Linked DNA regions of Xenopus laevis: region 1 is linked to region 2. A link is a contact called in public Hi-C data. All regions are on one chromosome and are shown on one strand. Each heading gives the region's core, a stretch centred on a gene start, on an enhancer-like site or on the middle of the called end of the contact. The rest is flanking DNA. Distances are from core to core; before and after follow the strand shown. Region 1 has its middle 47 kb from the start of six6.L. Region 2 has its middle 7.6 kb from the start of six1.L.

Region 1 (3,584 bases), core at 141-2,640, 72 kb after region 2:
GCAACAGTGTTTATGATTAAACCCAACAAATCTAAAACGCCACATGAAATAGCTCAGTCAATAAGACCTTTTGCTCTGCTGTATTAGGCTCAGTTCCTCTAAAATCACTTTTAGCTCTTGATTCAATCGCTTTATTGCTATGAGTCTGGCACCAAACCAGAGCCAAAGTTACAGAAAAGGGACCCTTGGATAATGTAGAGAGGTTGTGGCCGCAATCTGAGAGGAAATAATATTAATCAGGGATGTCCAACAAGCAATCATCCAACTGTTGTTAACCTACAATTCACCAGTATGCCTCAGTCTGAATCTGGGTGCTGTGATTTTTTCTGAGAGCATATAATAACTGTTACACAGTAAGGGCTCTATTTGTTACTATTCAAAAATTTAAATTGCAAAAAAGCACACAATAGCGGCAAACACAATGAATTAACACAATTCTATAAATCCCACATTTTAATAAATAGTCCCCCATGGGGGAAATGTAATATAATTTGAAATCTGTGCACAAATAAGAATAAAAATGTGCATGTCGCAATGTAATATTCTTCATTAAGCATTTATTGCATTGCAAACCTTTAACACCTGCTTGAAGGTGGATTAAACTTTTGGAGCAAACAACTTTTTCATTAAGAAGTTTCATTAAATACACTGCGCACTATCGCAAATGATAAAATTATCAACTATCGTGTGAGGGGCAAAGAGTTCTGAAAGGCAAAATTGTTTGCATTGCCAACATTTATTCGCAATGTGAACGAATTTTCTGTTAACGACTAATATTATATTCCCCCATATGTGTCTTTAAAGGGATAATTCATTTCTCAAAAGAGCAAACAGATTTTTTTATATTCAATTTTGAAATCTGACATGGGACTAGACATATTGTCAATTTCCCAGCTGCCCCAAGTCATGTGACTAGTGCTCTAATAAACTTTAATCACTCTTTACTGCTGTACTACAAGTTGGAGTGATATCACCCCCTCCCTTTCCCCCTCCCCCAGCAGCCAAACAAAAGAACAATGGGAAGGTAACCAGATAGCAGCTCCCTAACACAAGATAACAGCTGCCTGGTAGATCTAAGAACAACACTCAATAGTAAAAACCCATGTCCCACTGAGACACATACAGTTACATTGAGAAGGAAAAACAGCAGCCTGCCAGAAAGCATTTCTCTCCTAAAGTGCAGGCACAAGTCACATGACCAGGGGCAGCTGGGAAATTGACAAAATGTCTAGCCCCATGTCAGATTTCAAAATTGAATATAAAAAAATCAGTTTGCTCTTTTGAAAAATAGATTTCAGTGCAGAATTCTGCTGGAGCAGCACTATTAAATTTTTTTTTCCCCATGACAGTATCCCTTTAATACTTTGGCAATGTGTTTTTTTTGGGGATCTTGGCGCAGTGGCATAACTTGGCAACAGCAGGCCCGGCTGCAGGATGTGCTCCTGGCCCCTAATTGCGCACTAGCATTCTGCCAATATATGTGCTGCAAAAATCTCTCCCTGCCCTGCTGCTTGTGATAAATCTTATCTTGGCTACAGCTGGCCCCCAGGGGGTACAGACCCTGGTGCAATCACCCCCCCTGCACACCTAGTAGTTATACCACTGTTGGTGCCCAATTGTTTGGGTCCACTGTTGATGGGGGACAAGAGCAGATTCCCATTCTGCCCTATCCCACCCTACAACTGCCCATGCATCACACAATAGGGCAATGGGCACACAACACCATTACAGGCAATGTGTTCTCTGGGACATAATTAGATCTATGGGCTTCCTATTTATTTCAAATGCAATTGCTTGGACCCATGGATGCTATTATTACACAGAAACCCTGACTTTATTTGCCTCAAAAAACTTTTCAAAGTAAAATTTGAATCACCATAAACTTAAAATAAAGTTATTTATAAAAGCCAAGATCACTGGTATAACAATTGGGGGTGACAGGCTTGTGAATGCACCTGGGCACACCCCCAATGGGGCCCGTCAGAGACACAGCAACACGATCAGGTTGAAAGGAACATATACAGTAAATGTGTACTCAGGTGCACATCCAGAGTGTGAGGGCCATCCAGGAGAACAGGGCCAGCCTTAGACTGATTGGACCGATTTGGCCCAGTATGGCCCCACACCCCTGGAGGCTCAGCCCCAGGGGGCAGCACGTGTAAGAATTTCCATAGCACATAAAGCTGCCCAGTCCTCCCCCAACTCTGATAGGCCCAGTCAGCTTCAATCTCCATAGGGCCAGCCCACTCTCAATCCCAATCAAATGAGCCCGTCCCAAAACCGAATCTGCTTAGCCTGCCCCAACCCGATTGGCTCAGTCCACTCTCCTATTTCCTTTGTGTCTGTTGACCTGTGTGCCCCTGTTTCCTCCCTCCCTCCCTTCCTCCCTCTTTCTCACTCCTTTCCCTGTGTGCCCCTATTTCCTCTCTCCTGTCCCTGTGCCCCATATCCCCCCCCCTTCCCTTTCTCTCTCCTGTCCCTGTATGCCCCCATTCCTAGGTCTGAACTGTTTTGTTCATGAATAACAGTTATGGAGTGAGAGACCACTTTAAGCATACCCCAAAAATATTTTCTTTCTGTGGATTTTTATAACCTCTAAGGAATTTGAGTAGTTAGCAAGTATTCTATTCTTGTTTATGTAGCAAGAGGAAAGATAAAAGAATTGCAGTAAGAAGCCATATCTTATGTGCTGCAAATATTTCCATGAAAGATTCATTAATTTGGATCTAATGAGATGAAAATAAACCAAAATAGCTCAGATGTGTTACATTAAATCTAGGGGTTAAATGTGTACACAATTCTGTGTTAGGGTCATTTAATTACCAACTTGCACCTGTAGGTACTGATTGATACCAGCTAACTACACCTTAATATTTTACAGCAAAAAGTATACAACTCTCCAGATGCACACAACAGAAACAGTACATTCTTTGTCTAGGGGCCCGCCAAAATGATCCTAATAGGGCCCCACCTTTGATAGGACCAGCCCTGCAGAAGAATAGGGAGCCTGTGGGGGGACCGGGAGCAAATCCTACATCAGAGCCCATGTAGGTCTAGTTACTCCACTGGCCATGATTTTGTCTCAACAGACCGATTTGATCTGTCATACTGACTTGTTAAAAACTAAAATATCAACCTTTCAATGCCTGTGAGATATTTTGCTTCTAAAGGAAATAGAAGAGTGTCCCATTGCACACAGTACCATGTATTCACTGCCAGAGGGGACAGGACTGAACTATTTAGCATGAATATTATGTTTTGCAGAATTTGAAGGATATATTGACATAACCATCCGTGGCTACATTTTGTGCTCTGTTTGGGTTTAATTTGTAGCTGCAGACATATTAATAAATAGGCCCTTCAAATACGCTGAGCTAATTCTCAGGTGAACACATAATAAAGTAGAATTAATTTTTTATTGAGAGCATGGAATTGGTTTGAACAGAATGTGTGTCTAATCAATCAGCATTCTGGGAACCAGGCTCATGCATTAAGAATTACTTCTTGTTGTGGACAGAGCCAGACAGCTGTTTTTTGTTGAAACTTAAAACCTCCGAGATGCTGACAACTTTTAGAATGATCAT
Region 2 (3,550 bases), core at 865-3,364:
TGGATTATTCTGTTTTACTGCGTAGTTTCACTTCATCTCTCAAAATATATGCACTTAGGTTTGTATTGTTTATGTCATCCTCGCGCATTCGTTTAAAATATTTTTCTGTATCCCAGTTGGCAGCAGGAAACGACACAAAAACCTTTCATAATTAAATGTGCCTATAAATTAACAAATAATAATCTGACGGACCCCAATGTTTCCACAGAAATGGATTCTCACCTGTACAGAGTACAATAAGGGTCCTGGCACTGTTAGCCATTAGGGGGTCCTTTGCACCTGCATTATTCGTTATCTCACCACTAAAGCGTTTTCTTTATGAGTAGAATTGTATTACAATTTAATTTTAACAACCAAATATATTTAAATAAATGCGTCTTTAAATATAAAGCAAGGAGGTACATTTACCCAAGGTACCAGCAGTTACATGTGTATTCTCTACACTATTCTCTGTTTGCTCTTCCCCTGAGCTGGCTAGTTATTACATTAATCACGAATAGAAAAGCCCATTCACATTACATGGCAATAACCATAATGAAACATAATCGTCATATCTTTTTCTAAACTCCTTGATTGGGGCAATTAATATTAAACCAAATAAAAACAATTTGCAACCGGCTTTCCCAAAAGTAACACATGATCTCAGCTTACTGGGTGTTTTTGTGGGTCAGAACAGAAGTCCTAGCAATAAAGCGCTGGCAGATTTGGCACAGATCGTGGGGCTCAATGCTCTGTACAGAATAGAACTAAACAGGCAGTTCTGCTCATTTGGCCCAATTACGCGCACAAATCTATTCACTGCGTATTTGCCAAGGTATAAAGCAACAAAAAGTCAGTCCTTGTCCCCGCTCTATGGGATCTGGTATATAGAAGCCCTTCTGTGATAAAGAAAGTGTTACGTGCAACCCACCTGAATATTCTGGGCAATTACCATCGCTTTTTTTTTTGTTATTGGGAAAAGGAAATCGTTTTTATAATATCCATGACTGACTGTAAAACGTATTGTGTTACCCGGATTGTGTGGGAAAATAGAGGCCTGTATGAAGAGCTGGGAACTGCGAGAGGAGAAGAAAACAGTACAACAGTGTTACATTTGTAAGCAAACTAGTAGCAGATAGGATTCCTTGCCTAAAAAGCTTACATTCCGCCGGCATGTCCACTCCAAAGAGACTTGGGGACGCATGGGAGGATAGCAGTTAATTTAAGGCATAGATAATTTAGTTTGGCCTATGTTTTTTTTGGTACCCACAATTATTTTAGGGTGATTAACAGCTCCTGTACTTTCTATTTGTGGCGCATCTGTGGTTAATACAATTCAACCCATTCTACATTGTACCAGGATATACTGCACAATAAGCTTTGATCTGTTCTGATTCCTATTCAACACATTTGGGGCAGTTGGTTAGTTACCAACCCTTCATCTTTGTTGAGCAAGAGACAGTAGTGTGGCAGTTGGCACTGGCAGCTAATAGTAACTTAGCACTGCATAGGGAGCCCCGGCTGTAGAATAAACAATTCTCTCCAAACTGAACGCCCTGGCCCCAACTAATTGTGGCTGCACACAGACACCTCTGCGCAAACACACACAAAACTCATTTCTACATACATTTGGGGAAATGTCATACCCTTTAAGAAATTAGAGAGAGTGTCGGTGCAGAGTGGCTACTTGGTTACAGTTTTATTTGCGCAGAATTTCCATTCCAGCAGGTGTTGCGTCTAGAAAGGAGTGATTTGGCCTCCCCATAAATAAAAGGGGAATCAAGGGGAGTTCTAGAATTGCCTACTGTTATCTACTGTATGTTTCATCTCCCTCTAGTTATCTTGTATGTACTTGCTTGCAATCCCGACCCATCTCTGCCTGAAATATCTCAATATCTGCGCGCATGGCGCGTCTGTGGTTTAGTTAAAACTAGAAGGAATAATGCCAGTCGCCGGATTATTATTAGATTACATGAGATTTGGGACGCTGGTGCCAAAGGAAACCATGGGGCCAGGATGCTGCAGATAATCTGTGCCCGGGGGAGTCAAGAGCAGGGAGTAAGCAGGGGACAGCAGTGCTGGGGGCATATAGGAGCGGAGCAGGAAGGTAAAGGGCTTTGTACTGTCAAAAATCCCTAAAAGGGCTGAGAAAATGTAGACTTGTCAGTAACACCTGCGCCTGCTTGCCAACTCAATGCGTTGAAGGCCCTGCAGGCAGCTCAGTAGGGCAGCTCCTTCCCACACCTCACTTTCCCAGCCTCACATCACCTTCTGCCTACTCTGCTTCCAGGGGCCACTGTGTATATCCCCTGCCCGCAGCTCTTCCCTGACATACCACCTGACTGGTTTAACAGTCTGCCTGCCAGAGGCAATGGAAACACACTGGGTGCTGCTGGGTTTCAGCTATGGGAAGATGTGTTCATCTGTGCCTGAGAACAAACAGGACTAGAATGTACAGTAACACAGTGTCACTTTGCAAAAATCTGATTTTTTTAAAAAAAGTAATACTATTGCATGGCAAAGTATATTTCCTTTTACAGGTGTACTGTTTCTGGTTCCTTTGGAATTACAAGACAGGAGGTCAGAACCAGTTATATTTTTCTGTATTTCCCAGTGAAGAACTTGTGCACTCCTCAGGCCTTCCAACACTTTAGTATGAAAAATAAATAATATGCAAGGTGGCTCAATTTTATTAGTGCAAAATAATCACAGCAAACAACATAAAAAAAATTGTATCAGATTATAATAAAACATACCATAAGGCAATGTGCTCCCACTGTCTGCAAACCTCACGTGAGCCACTCCCTCCTGACACGTTCCTCCTATGTTAAAAAGCACCATCTATAGTTTATATATTATTAGCTTACAAACACAGGCACAATTAATAAATCCACAAACAGCTAATATCTGGGTGCTCAAATCCCATTGGTTAATGTAGAAGGAGACGGTAGAATAATATTATGCATGCATTTTTCTTGTGTACTGCATGTCTTTCTTGTGTACCACACACCTTTTCTGTCACACATGAAACCGACCGCTTGACCAATTTTTGACTCCATTTCACTAAACATTTGCAGGTGGACAAACTCTGCAAAACCATACATAGCAAAAAAAAACTGTTCACACACCTAGATACACCAAGACCCACCCAAAAACCCTGTACTTTGAGACAAGCCCTGGTCCCTTTTGGAGTCCGCAAACTGGGAGAACTGGGAGGTGCGCCCTAATCAGGTCGTCAATCTGTGGCAAGTTATAATTCAGCAATTAACAATTCAGAGATAGTAAAGTTGTAATTGGGGTATTTAAGATTTAAGATTTAGTTTAGGACACACTTTTGTTGTTTTGCCACAGTCACAACGAAATATGACCCCAATCGGCCCAAAACCCTGCCCAATTTCAGGTAAGCCTTGCTGCCCTTTCTGGGGTCCATGATTAAACAGCATATTTCAGGGCACATTCCTTCTATTTTTAAAGGCATATCATGCTTTAGCAAATATCTGTTCTTGACACTATGGGCCTAATGTACAAATCCCATGGACGCTAGTAAGGACAAATCCATGGATCATAGGCA

The links. Hi-C and Micro-C count contacts between places; a contact is called where the count stands out from the background.
Region 1: a contact with region 2 is called in a Hi-C map of the XL177 cell line, with 2.2 times the contacts expected there. The contact joins two enhancer-like sites. A contact is called at or near these places in 2 of 4 Hi-C or Micro-C datasets (the XL177 cell line and the XTC cell line).

Annotation. Positions count from the first base shown.
Region 1 is chr8L:93,853,176-93,856,759 of Xenopus_laevis_v10.1, forward strand. No RefSeq gene overlaps it. Among protein-coding and RNA genes, the nearest start is that of six6.L, 47 kb to the right of the region's middle. Within about 2 kb of position 1,391, at least 1 of the 7 cell types and tissues checked has an H3K27ac peak or open chromatin away from gene starts, as enhancers often do.
Region 2 is chr8L:93,780,792-93,784,341 of Xenopus_laevis_v10.1, forward strand. No RefSeq gene overlaps it. Among protein-coding and RNA genes, the nearest start is that of six1.L, 7.6 kb to the left of the region's middle. Within about 2 kb of position 2,115, at least 2 of the 7 cell types and tissues checked have an H3K27ac peak or open chromatin away from gene starts, as enhancers often do.